2 separate regions of the Oryctolagus cuniculus genome follow, and region 2 is linked to region 1. A link is a contact called in public Micro-C data. All regions are on one chromosome and are shown on one strand. The core of a region is the stretch at or near the end of the contact, and the rest is flanking DNA. Distances in the headings are between cores, read along the strand shown.

The links. Hi-C and Micro-C count contacts between places; a contact is called where the count stands out from the background.
Region 2: a contact with region 1 is called in a Micro-C map of ear pinna, with 8 times the contacts expected there. The contact joins two enhancer-like sites. A contact is called at or near these places in 2 of 6 Hi-C or Micro-C datasets (ear pinna and psoas muscle).

Annotation. Positions count from the first base shown.
Region 1 is chr2:87,195,292-87,201,847 of mOryCun1.1, forward strand. No RefSeq gene overlaps it. Among named protein-coding and RNA genes, the nearest start is that of ZNF703, 360 kb to the right of the region's middle. Within about 2 kb of position 4,215, at least 5 of the 8 cell types and tissues checked have an H3K27ac peak or open chromatin away from gene starts, as enhancers often do. A contact at or near this core is called in ear pinna, where this site is marked.
Region 2 is chr2:87,560,257-87,566,812 of mOryCun1.1, forward strand. ZNF703 (zinc finger protein 703) reads left to right here. Exons shown (of 2, transcript XM_070068547.1): 2 at 832-3,406. The coding sequence ends at 2,364. Among named protein-coding and RNA genes, the nearest start is that of ZNF703, 3.8 kb to the left of the region's middle. Within about 2 kb of position 3,230, at least 2 of the 8 cell types and tissues checked have an H3K27ac peak or open chromatin away from gene starts, as enhancers often do. A contact at or near this core is called in ear pinna, where this site is marked.

The sequences.
Region 1 (6,556 bases), core at 2,965-5,464:
CTCCTGTTGTCCAGGTCAGAGGAAGGACAGACTTCCTTCCAGGTCACCTGAGGCCGCTCCTCTGCAGTGCTGGAGTTCTGGTTTCGTCTGGGATGGTGTCCTGGTCAGTGCTGATGTTGGAATTTCTATGCCTTCCCAGGAATTTCTATGCCTTCCCAGGAACAATTCGTGGCTAAAGCCTGAATGCCAGCATCAGCTTTCCCGTGGCCCAGCAGCATGGGGCAGGCTGGCTTCCCCTCCGACTCCTCCACGCACAGCCGGAGTGCCACGGAAGAGCACCATGTCCTGCTGGATTCCCAACACGTGCCTGCACCCTCTCCTCCCGCCGCGACACCCAGCTGTAGACAGCAAACTAGAAAGCGGGATCTGGACCCCCGGCACCACCTGGCACCATTTGGTCAGCATTTACAGGATGGCACTGTGAGGCCAGCAGCGTCCTAAGCTCTCCCATGGCCTCCGCCCCTCAGAGGGAACGGATCAAAAGAACAAAGGTTGAGGGGCCGGCGCTGTGGAACAGTAGGTTAATTCTCCACCAGTGGCGCCAGGATCCCATATGGGCAGGGGGTTCTAGTCCCGGCTGCTCCTCTTCCAATCCAGCTCTCTGCTATGGCCTGGGATAGCAGTAGAAGATGGCCCAAGTCCTTGTGCCCCTGCACCCGCATGGGAGACCTGGAGGAAGCTCGTGGCTCCTGGCTTCGGATCGGCAGAGCTCAGCCATTGTGTCCATTTGGGGAGTGAACCAACGGAAGGAAGACCTTTCTCTCTCTCTCTCTCTCTCTCTCTCTCTCTCACTGTCTGTAACTCTACGTGTCAAATAAATAAATAAAATCTTAAAAAAAAAAAAAAGGTTAAAAATGGTAGGGACCGGTGCTAAAGAGTAGCAGGCTAAGCCTCTGCCTGTGGCACCGGCATCCCATATGGACACAGTTCGTGTCCCGGCTGCTCCACTTCCAATCCACCTCTCTGCTGTGGTGGATCAGGTGCTTGGGTCTATCCCAGAAGAAGCTCCTGGCTCCTGGCTTCAAAGTGGTTCAGCTCCAGCCATTGCAGCCATCCGGGGAGTAAACCATCAGATGGAAGACCTCTTTCTCTCTCTCTCTCTCTCTCTCTCTCTCTCTGCCTCTCCTTCTCTCTGTGTGTAACGCTGACTTTCAAATAAATAAATAAAGCTAAAAAAAGGAAGAAGTGGTGACAGAGCTGTAGGAGAATCCACCCCAGAGAAGGCTTCTTGGTGGTGGTGGATCTGGACACAGAGACCAATGTACATGAGTAAAACCAGCCTGGAGGGGCCGGCGCCATGGCTCACTTGGTTAATCCTCCGCCTGCAGTGCCAGCATCCCACATGGGCACCGGGTTCTAGTCCCAGTTGCTTCTCTTCCAGTCCAGCTCTCTGCTGTGGCCCGGGAGGGCAGTGGAGGAAGGCATAAGTGCTTGGGTCCCTGCACCTGCATGGGAGACCAGGAAGAAGCACCTGGCTCCTGGCTTCAGATCAGCACAGCACCAGCCATAGCAGCTATTTGGGGAGTGAACCAACGGAAGGAAGACCTTTCTGTCTCTCTCTCTCTCTCTCTCTCACTGTCTATAACTCTGTCAAATAAAAATAAAAAAAAAAGAAACTGGCCTGGAACACACTGGAACACAAGGATGGAGAGGAGGTTCTGGGGGTGCAAACGAATCTGCAGATGGACAAGTTCACAGCTCCGAGGAACAAGAGTGCCTGGCCAACTTTAAGAAGGAGAGGCCAGCCGGCGCCGCGGCTCACTAGGCTAATCTTCCGCCTAGCGGCGCCGGCACACCAGGTTCTAGTCCCGGTCGGGGCGCCAGATTCTGTCCCGGTTGCCCCTCTTCCAGGACAGCTCTCTGCTGTGGCCTGGGAGGGCAGTGGAGGATGGCCCAGGTACTTGGGTCCTGCACCCCATGGGAGACCAGGAGAAGTACCTGGCTCCTGCCATCGGATCAGCGCGGTGCGCTGGCTGTGGCGGCCATTGGAGGGTGAACCAACAGCAAATGCGGAAGACCTTTCTCTCTGTCTCTCTCTCTCTCACTGTCCACTCTGCCTGTCAAAGAAGAAGAAGAAGAAGAAGAAGGAGGAGGAGGAAGAGGAGGAGGAGGAGGAGGAGGAGAGGCCAGAAATGGCATGGTGGAGCAGGAGCTTCTATGGACCAGGGACCCAAGGGCAAGGTCCGGAGTTGTCTGAAATGCCAGGCTCAGAGGACCAGGCCTGATTTTACAGTTGAGGACTTCAACCTGGGGGATCAGTGGCTTACAAGAGAGTGTGAAACCCCAGGGGCAGCCAGGTCATAAAGGGGGTGGGGAAGGGCAGGCCAGGGCAGATACTTGTCATTGTTTGGCTGTCCAGCATTCAGCAGCATCCGCACAGCACACCGTCTCCCCATCCTCCGGTTGGGGTAAAAACGCCCCGCAAGTGCAGGGAGGCTGTGGTCTCCTTCCATCACTGGAGGCCATGGATTCTCTGTGCCACCACCCTGCGGCAGCCGGGAGAAGGCTCCAGATGGTCACAGAGAGTTGGCTGCCACCTCCTGGTGCAGGCTTTCTCACCAGCCAGGGACGAAGAGGCAAGGCATGCATTGTCATGGTCCAACAAGAGATTGTTGAGCGTGTGTGTGTGTGTGTGTGTGTGTGGCGGGGGGTAGTGCAAATAAATACTCCATGTACAGACGCCACCAGGCCCTACGGAAGGTCAGGGGAAGCAGGGAGCCAACGACGGTGCTTCGCAGGTTTCTGACTGGGTCACTGGCTGGGTAGATGCACGCACAGGCCATGCAGTGAGAAATACATTGCAAGAAGAGAACGCAGCTCTCGGGGAGCTAACACGTGCTGGTGAATCACAGAGTCACTGTCAACGTGGAGGTCAGGGGAGGCCTGTGGGAAGCACACGTGGATCTCCCACATGCAGGGCTGCATCTTAGCTTCCCAGTGTCACCGCCTAACTTAACAGACACAGCACTGGGGACTGGGATCGGAATCTCCTGAACAGACACAGCACTGGGGACTGGGATCGGAATCTCCTGAACAGACACAGCACTGGGGACTGGGATCGGAATCTCCTGGAGACGCAGAAGTGTGAGGGTAGCTAGGCACGGTTCAGGTTGCATCGTCTCCTAGAAAGAGGAAAGAAGACTCCTGTGTGTATTTATTTGATAGAAAGAGAACTGTGCTGGTTCACTCCCCAAATGCCCACAACAGCCAGGGCTAATCCAGACCCAAGCCAGGAGCCAGGAACTCCATCTGGGTCTCTCCCTGGTGGAGGCAGGGACCCAAGCACTTGGGGCCAACCTCTAATGCTTTCCCAGGTGCATTTTCAAGGAGCTGGGTCGGAAGCAGAGCAGCCAGGACTTGACCCCTGCTCACTTGGGATGCTGGAGTCGTAAGCCGTTGTACCACAGTGCTGGCCCGTCAGGCTGATCTTGAACCTTAGCAAGTCAGGGTTGTGACTGAGCAAATGCGTGTGCACACACACAGGTGAATAGTCGCAGCTTCTCAAGCTGGGGCTGAAAGCAAGCCCTGTTCCTTCCCCATCACCACTGCCCTCCCACCCAGTGTCTCACAGAGCAGCTCAGAAGCTTGTTAACTGACGCAGTGTCAGCACGAGAAGATCCAGGCATTTATTTTTTTATTTTTTTATTTTTATTTTTTTGACAGGCAGAGTGGACAGTGAGAGAGAGACAGAGAGAAAGGTCTTCCTTTGCCGTTGGTTCACCCTCCAATGGCCGCCGCGGCCGGCGCACCGCGCTGATCCGATGGCAGGAGCCAGATGCTTCTCCTGGTCTCCCATGGGGTGCAGGGCCCAAGCACTTGGGCCATCCTCCACTGCACTCCCGGGCCACAGCAGAGAGCTGGCCATCCAGGCGTTTATATAAAGCCTTTCTCAAAAGGGCTTCCCAGCGCTGCATGGGTAATGAACGTGTTCATCCCAAAACTCTGAGGGCCTGGATGAGCCGGCAGGGGCCCAAGGTCACTCAGGGAGCCCGGAAGAGGACGAGCCTTCGCCCCGCGCTGGCATGACTCATATTTTCCCTGCGTGTCCCCTGGGCTTGCTCAGTCCTGTCCCTTGGGTGGTGAGTCGGTGGTTGCAAAGAGTTCAGAGGCAAAGCCGCCAGGCTGGCTGGTTGGGGCAGGTCAGCAGCTCCTGCTGCAGCCAAGCTCTGCCTTGCGTGCCAACGGGCATCAGATGACTGCCTGGAAACCCTGAGACGGAGGCGGTGCGAGCAACGGGAAGCTGATCTGAGCGACTCGGCTCAGAAAAGTCTTCCTCGGAAGGCCATGCAACGTGGCGGGTAAGACGTCCACTTCCCACATCAGGCTCTCTGACATCCAGTTCCAACCCCCCCACAACGCAGACCCTGGGAGGCGGCAGTGATGGGTCCCTCACACCATAGAGGAGATCTGGGTGGAGTTCTCAGCTCCCAGCTTCGGCCAGCTTTGGCCAGGGCAAGCCCCAATCATTATGCACATTTAGGGAGTGAATCGGTAGATATAAGTGATCATTCTCCCTCTCTCCCTCTCTCTCTCTGTCTCTCTGTCTCTCTGTCTCAATCGCTCTCAATCTCTGCCTCTCAGAGATTCATGGAAGATGACTTAAATTCTCTGCCTGTCAAATATATATATATATATGTATATATATATATATATATATATATGTAGTTTTAATTTTATGCACTTATACATTTAGGGACAGCATTGTAGCTTAGCGGGTTAAGCTGCCGCCTGCAATGCTGGCAGAGCCCAGACTACATCACTTCCGATCCAGCTTCCTGTTAATGTGCCTGGGAAGGCAGCAGAAGATGGCTCAAGTGCTTGGGCTCCTGCCGCCCATGTGGAAGACCCGGATGGAGTTCCAGGCTCGTGGCTTCAGCCTGGCCCAGCATCGGCTGTTGCAGTCATTTGAGGAGCGAATCAGCAGATGGAAGATCTCTCTCTCTCTCTCTCTCTCTCTCCCTCCCTCCCTCCCTCTCTCCCATTCTGCTTTTCAAATAAATAAAGCAAATCTTTACACAATCTATATGAGTTTATTTTACAAAGGAGGACTCCCACTGCAGGAAATGGACAATCAATACGGAGGACAGTCATTCCCAGTCTCCGAAAGACACCAGGACCTGCCCCTGCGCGGAAGCCACAGCGGCCTGAGTCATAAAAAGACCTCCTTGGCCAGAACGGGTAAGCGCCAAGCCTCTGAGTGAAGCCAGCAGTTGAATAAGAGCTGTGTACTGTATTTGTTTAAATTTCATGCCAGTGAATGTCCTGTGACGCAGGAGACAGGTTTATGGAGAGAGAAATAAAATGTTGACAAATGGCCCTCTAATCAACTGGAACATGCAATAAATCATTAGAATGCCAATAACACTTCCAGGACAAGCTTAGAAAGGTCATTACTGTGTCACAATATATCTTCCAGCACCAAACAAAGCAAACAGAACATGTTGGGAATAGGATTATGGGGGAAGCATCTGTCAGTCCTAATTAAGAATTAACTACAGATCGTATCTTGGGAGATGTATAATTTATTTTCCCTCTTCTTCCTCCCTACATACTGGCAAAAAAAGAAAAATAAATCGATAAAAATTTTTAACCCGTTTGAGATCGGAGATGAGGTCCCAGGAGTAAGCCCCAAGTGCAGGCTGGGGCCAGCTGAGATCCTAGGAGTGCTGGCGGCAGGGACACGGGAGGGCAGGGGCCACGAACAGACAGCTGGAGAGATCTGAGCCAGCCGGGGCCCGGAAGCTTCTCCCTTTGCCCCAGCCCAGCCCAAGGCATAGTTTTACACCAGCAGGAATGTGGAGGGTTATTTAATACTTTGGCAACTAAGATGCATGAGCTAGAGAAAGGCAACAGGGAGGCTGGAAGTTAAAAAAGCAAAAAGGTGCCAAGTCCCTTCTCTGTGAACGTCCCCGTCACAACGGAGTTTGCCTGCAGGTTCTGAAAAACAAAACAAAACAAAAAAAAAAAAAAAAATACCAAAAAAAACTGAACTAGCAGCAACTTAAACAAAGGAGTGTTTATTTTTCTCCTATAACAGAGGTTCAGAGGTGGGAGGTGCTGGATCAGTTTTTGAAATGTCTGTCTTGTAATCTTTGGGGTGTTGGCTTTTGCCTTCTCTGACAGTCACATTATGGCTCCTGCAGCTCCAGACATCACGTCAGTGTTCAAGGGAAGAACAGAGGAGAAGGAAGCCACCAGCCTTTTTTTCCTCAGTTCTCAGGAAAGCAAGCATTTTCCCTGAATCCCCCAGCAAACTTCACACGGTCACCCCAAATAAAATCAGGGTCGTGCTGATGAGGAAGGAGGAACGGACCTTGCGCTGTGGCATGGCAGGGTTTGCCACAGTGGTGCATGGGGACTAGGGCCAAAGCAAGTGCCCTGCAGAGCAGGGGCCGGGCGGGTGAGTGCTGGCCTCTCGCTGTTTCCAGAAGGCTCTGTCTGTCCTGATTGCTGTCCTGGCCTCAGTGGGCAGCGGGTGTGCTGAGGTCTAGCTCGCTCTATGCTAACACGGCCCTTGTGCCACCTTAGAGTATCTCAGGCTAGTCACAGGAAAGTC
Region 2 (6,556 bases), core at 1,980-4,479, 360 kb after region 1:
AAAGCACGGGAAACAGGGATCCGAGCCCATCGGGTCTCTCCCCCTGGCCTCCCGAAGGGAGGTGCCTCGTCCGCGCCCGGGGCCTTTGGCGCTCCTGCTTTCTCGGTCTGGATCTGTTCTGGGAGCCCACGCTGGGAGCTTTACTTTTCCTCCGGCACCCAGTTTCCGGGCCAGAGGTGAACTCTCGGGGGCCTCTCCTGCCCCCTCCCCCCGCCGCCCCAACTCGCTTGATTCTCTTGGAAGCCCTGACCCGCCTGGGTCCCACTCCGCCTCTGCCCATACGGTTAGAGCGCACGGCGCCCAGGCGCTCCCGAGCCCGGCGTTTCTTCCTCCCTCTTGTCCGGGTGCCCTCCCCGGCAGGGAAGGAGGGAGGGGCCGCGAGCAGAGCGCCGACTGCCGCCCTGGCTCCAGAAAGCGCTTCTCTCCCCGCTCCCGACCCGCGGCGCCATCGCCAGAAACCCGTCCCAAACGAACTTCCTCCAAACTAGAGGAATAAGTTTCTCCCCGGGCCTGGGAGAAGGAGAAATTGGAGCGAACGAGGGGCGAGCCACAGCCCTGACCCCGGAAAAGTCACCTTCTCCCGCGGCGGCCCTTGGCGATCCCCTTCCACTGCCCCGTTCCCCGGGCCCGTGACGCACGCCGGTATCGCCTGGCCGTGAAAGCGCGGTGCTCTCCGTGCTGCCCCGCCCGGGCCCGAGCCCGGGCCCGGCCCTCGCCCTCTGTCCACAGTCGTCGTCCCGAGGCCCTCCTCGCCCCCCCCCCCCGCGCGCCCGCCCCGCCGGCCTCCGAATCTCACCCCCTCGCCTCTCCCCTTGCCTCTGTCGCCCACAGCTGGACGCCAAGAAGAGTCCATTGGCGCTGCTGGCCCAGACCTGCTCGCAGATCGGCAAGCCCGACCCGCCGCCCTCGTCCAAGCTCAACTCCGTAGCGGCCGCGGCCAACGGGCTGGGAGCAGACAAGGACCCCGGCCGCTCGGCCCCAGGCGCCGGCTCCGCGTCCGCCGCGCTCAAGCAGCTGGGAGACGCCCCGGCCGAGGACAAATCCAGCTTCAAGCCCTACTCCAAGGGCTCCGGCGGTGGCGACTCCCGCAAAGACAGCGGCTCCTCCTCCGTGTCCTCCACCTCCTCCTCGTCCGCCTCGTCCCCGGGAGACAAGGCGGGGTTCAGGGTCCCCAGCGCCGCCTGCCCGCCCTTTCCCCCGCATGGAGCGGCAGTCTCCGCGTCCTCGTCCTCGTCTTCGCCCGGCGGCTCCCGCGGCGGCTCCCCACACCACTCGGACTGCAAGAACGGCGGCGGCGAGCTGGACAAGAAAGACCAGGAAGCCAAGCCCAGCCCAGAGCCGGCGGCCGTGAGCCGCGGCGTTGGCGGCGGCGGGGAGCCGAGCGCACACGGCGGCGCCGAGGCCGGGTCCTCTGAGCGCAAGTCGGAGCCGCCCTCGGCCCTGGTGGGGGCTGGCCATGTGGCGCCGGTGTCGCCCTACAAACCCGGCCACTCGGTATTCCCGCTGCCTCCCTCCAGCATCGGCTACCACGGCTCCATCGTGGGCGCCTACGCCGGCTACCCGTCCCAGTTCGTGCCTGGCCTGGATCCCAGCAAGTCCGGCCTCGTGGGGGGCCAGCTGTCGGGGGGCCTGGGGCTGCCGCCCGGGAAGCCCCCCAGCTCCAGCCCACTCACCGGGGCCTCTCCGCCCTCCTTCCTGCAGGGATTATGCCGTGACCCCTACTGCCTGGGAGGTTACCACAGCGCCTCGCACCTCGGCGGCTCCAGCTGCTCCACCTGCAGCGCGCACGACCCTGCGGGGCCCAGCCTGAAGGCGGGGGGCTACCCGCTGGTGTACCCCGGGCACCCGCTGCAGCCCGCCGCGCTCTCGTCCAGCGCGGCCCAGGGCGCGCTCCCCGGCCACCCGCTCTACACCTATGGCTTCATGCTGCAGAACGAACCTCTGCCGCACAGCTGCAACTGGGTGGCGGCCAGCGGGCCTTGCGACAAGCGCTTCGCCACCTCGGAGGAGCTGCTCAGCCACCTACGGACTCACACGGCCCTGCCGGGCGCCGAGAAACTCCTGGCCGCCTACCCCGGGGCCTCGGGCCTGGGCAGCGCCGCCGCCGCCGCTGCCGCCGCCGCCGCCGCAGCCTCCTGCCACCTGCACCTGCCCCCACCCGCCGCGCCCGGCAGCCCCGGGTCGCTGTCCATGCGGAGTCCACACACTTTGGGGCTAAGCCGGTACCACCCCTATGGCAAGGGCCACTTATCCACAGCGGGGGGCCTGGCCGTGCCGTCGCTGCCCACAGCCGGACCCTACTACTCGCCATACGCGCTGTACGGACAGAGACTGGCCTCGGCCTCTGCGCTCGGGTACCAGTAACTGCGGTCCCTCCGGCCACCGCCGCCGCTGCCGCTTCCCGCTTCGCTGCTCGCCCCGCCGGAAGCCCCCCGCCCTCCCCACCGGACTGTGTATTTATTTACTGTTCGCTTACAAGCTGGGAATATAAGTGCATTAACGGCCCACACGAGTCGATGGTATGCAGAAAGGCTGTAATAATATTAATCACACCAATAACTACATCCCCGCCCCCTCTTCCTGCCCTTTTTTTCACCCCCCACCCCCACCCCTTAGGTAGAAGTTTTTTAAAGTTTGATGCTTTTTTTTTTTCCTTTCCTGCTTGGTTTGGTTTTAGGGAAGGAGGGTGAGTTCGGTTTTCCCTCGCAGGGGGATTTCTTGCATGCGTCTTCTCCCCTTGAAACGACACCCACCACCACCATCACCACCACCACCACCACCCCACCCTCCTTTTCCCCTCTGGTTTGCTTCCATTCGAGGTTCTGGTTTTTTCCTTTGGACAAGCAGCGGAGTTATGGTTTCTGTAACACGGTTTGGGGTGCAGGGGGGAGGGGCCCGTGAGCGCCTCTTAGCGGCAGCCCTGCGTCCCCTCCCGAGGGACCCTGGGTCTGGGCCCCCCTATTGACTGCCCTGCTCCCCGACCGGAGCTTCCCCCACCCCGAGCTCACCACGGGAGGGGTGCACCTGGCCCCCGACCCTTGACCCCCTCACACCCCCCCCCGTCCCCGGCCCCCTTCCAGACCCCTCCCTCCGGGCCCCGACACTGGTGGTCCCGCCGCCCGCTGGCGTGGAGCTCGGCTCTTTTTTAATTTTTTTTTTTTTTTTCTGCAAAGTGCATTATAGTCGTGGTCTCTCTGCCTAGGCCGGGCTGCGGCGGCGGGGGCGGGGTCCTCGGCGAGCCCCCTCCGGCGCGCGGGGTCAGAAGCGGACGCCCCCCCCCCCGCGGCGGCAGCGGCCCGGGGTCTTCTCCCCGCCCCGCCGGGGGCTGCGGGGCCCGTGTGGGTGAACAGAGCGCTCCCTTGGTAAGACTTATTTTGTTAATAAATGGAATTCTTGGCTATATTCACACCGTGGTGTGTCTCTCTGTCGCCTCACGCGCTGTCCCGCTCGCAGCCAGCCAGGCGGCGGCGGAACGCCTCGTTCCTCCAGAAAGTCCCGCGCCGACGCACTTACCCAGACGCCTGGAGTTGCGTTCTTGTCAAACGTCGAACCCGGGGTCGGGGGAGGGGGGAGGCATTTGTAAAACTGGGGTTCGCGGGGCCGAGGCCCACCCGAGGCCGGCGGGCGGGCGGAGACCGCGTGCCTCCGGCGCCACCTGGTGGCGGGCAGGCGAGCGGCAGGCGGCCCACAGACCCGACGGCGGCCCGCTCGGTGTTTCGGAGGTGGCGTTCCTACTGAGGGCGTGGGGCTCCCCCCTCGCTTGCACCCCCAGAGTCTTGCTGGGAACCAAGCTTGGGGGCTGCTGAGAAGGGGACCGTGAAGCCGGCCCCCGGCCCGTTTGTTGCGCTTGCTCGCCCGACTCAAGCTTCCACAGCCGAGAGTGGGGCGCCGTCTCGCGTGCCGCCTCGGCGCCGCAGCCGGTGCTCCGGGCGGCGGGTGCGCGGGGCCACGCTGGCCCGCGCTGGGAGGCGGCCTCGCGCGCCCCCTGCTGGCCGCCGCTCCACGTGGGCTCTGCGTGGCTTTGGCACCCCCGGGCTCTCGGCCTTGGCTTAACCCTCGTACCGCGCAAACGGCGTGCTCTGCGGCGTGGGCACCAGCGCTCCGGGCGGAGGGTGGGGGTGCCGTCTCAGCCGGCACTCTGGGAACTCTACCACAGTGCAGAGAGAGTACTCTGCGCAGTGTCTGGGTGTGCATGTGCACCGTCTGTGCTTGTGTGCAGTGTCCATGTTCATGCGCAGTGTCCGTGTGCACCGTCTGTTCATTTGCACCATCTGTGTGCAGTTCGTGTGTGTGTCTGTGTCCGTGTGCAGTCTGTGTGTGCACCATCTGTGTGTTCATGTGCACCGTCTGTGTGCATATGCAGTGTCTATGTGTGTAGTGTTTTTGTGCAGTCTGTGTGTGTGTGTCGTGTCTGTGCATGTGTACCATCTGTGTGCATGTGCAGTGTGTGTGCTCTTGTGCAGTGTCTGTGTTCTTGTGCAGTATGTATTCGTGTGCACATCTGTGTGTGCTTTCTGTGTTCACATGCAGTATCTGTGTTGTGTGTATGTGCAGTGTGGTCATGTGCAGTGTCAGTGTGGTCGTATGTAGTGTCTGGCCGTGTGCAGTATCTGTGTGTTCGTGTGTAGTGTTGTGTTCATATACGGTGTCTGTGTTCATGTGCAGTGTGTGTGTTTGTGCGCAGTGTGTGTGTTCATGTGCACCATCTGTGTGGTCGTGTGCACTGTGTGTGGTCATGTGCAGTGTCTGCTCGTGGCAGCATCTGTGATTGTGTGCAGTGTGTGTTCATATGCACTGTATGGTCATGTGCAGTGTCTGTGTTTGTGTGCAATGTCTGTGCAGTGTGTTCATGTGTGCAGCATCTGTGTGGTCATGTGCAGTGTGTTCATGTGCAGTGTGTGTTCGTGTGCAGCATCTGTGTGTGTGTGTGCAGTGTCTGTATGTTCCTGTGCAGTGTCTGTGTGGTCATGTACAATATCTGTGTGGTCATGTGTAGTGACTGTGTGCAGCATCTGTGTGTTTGTGTGCAGTGTCTGTGTGTTCATGTGCAGTGTCTGTGTGCACCGTGTTCGTGTGCACTGTCTGGTCATACACAGCGTCTGTGTGTTCATGTGCAGGGCGTGTGTTCGTATGTACCATCTGTGTGTTTGTGTGCAGTGTCTGTGTGGCTGTGTGCAGTGTCTGTGTGGTTGTGTGCAGTGTCTGTGTGGTTGTATACAGTGTCTGGCTGTGTGCAGTGTGTGTTCATGTGCACCATCTGTGTGGTTGTGTGCAGTGTCTGTGTGGCTGTGTGCAGTGTCTGTGTGGTTGTGTGCAGTGTCTGTGTGTTCGTGTGCAGTATGTGTTCGTGTGTACCATCTGTGTGGTTGTGTGCAGTGTCTGTGTGTGTGCAGTGTGTGTTCATGTGCACCATCTGTGTGGCTGTGTGCAGTGTCTGTGTGGCTGTGTGCAGTGTCTGTGTGGTTGTGTGCACCATCTGTGTGTTTGTGTACTGTGTCTGTGTGGCTGTGTGCAGTGTCTGTGTGGTTGTGTGCAGTGTGTGTTCATGTGCACCATCTGTGTGTTTGTGTACTGGGTCTGTGTGTTTGTGTGCAGTGTCTCTGTGTTTGTGTGCACTGTCTCTGTGTTCGTGTGCAGAGTCAGTACTGACCATGCTAAGAGTAAGTACTGACCATGTGTGGGTCCCAGGGAAAGGAGCCGGGGCTGCTGGTGTCCCTGGGCTGGCAGAGCCAGGCTGCGAGCAGTGCCTCGCTGGGGGACCAGTGTGGTCGGATTTCTTGGGGTGTGGATTGAAAAAGACCTGAAATGTTGCTCTGTTGTCCTTCTTCTCTGTTTTGTTGGCTGTTTATTTCTTCCCGGTCTTTCCCCTCCTCACAAGTTCCATCACAGCCCCACTGGTTTTGTGTGGTTTTGAATGCCTGCTGTAACTGACCCTGCTCCTTCAGCAAGGAGACCTGGGCTTCCCTGTTACTTTACAGATTTCAGGGCGCCCCGGCACCGTGGGAAAGAGCTGGAGGAGGAGACTCCCGATTTCCCAGAGCGAGCTCAATCCCACAGACCAGGGGGAACTGACCTGGCACCCTGGAGGGGGGGCAGTGAAGGGTGAAAAACTCCCACCTGAATTTCGCCTGTCAAATGTATTGGTTGCTTTGGGGGACTGGGAAGGAGGCTGCTGGCTGGGGGGCGGGGACCCGGGCTGCCCCCAACTACCACTGGGACACGACCCCAAGGGGCAGGTAACTGAGGATTTCCTAGGAAAGGTGGCTGCTTAATTAGCTGTGGGGGAGTTCCTGCTTTCAATAGCACAATTCCCATGAAACAAAGTTGCCGCGTTAATAGAGTCAGCCCTCCCCTACCAACTGTTGATTTGCATGATTGATTCAGCTTTGAGATTCCAGTCCACCTTCTTCTCCACCTCCTTCTCTTCCGAGTCCTGCTCCCCTCCTTTCCCCTGGTCTCTTCCAGGCGCCAGAAACTGGGCGGGTGTTCCCAAGGCCCCAGGAAGGGTGGAAGCCACAGGGCGGGAACCTGAGACCCTGGGAGTTCCTGGCTCCGG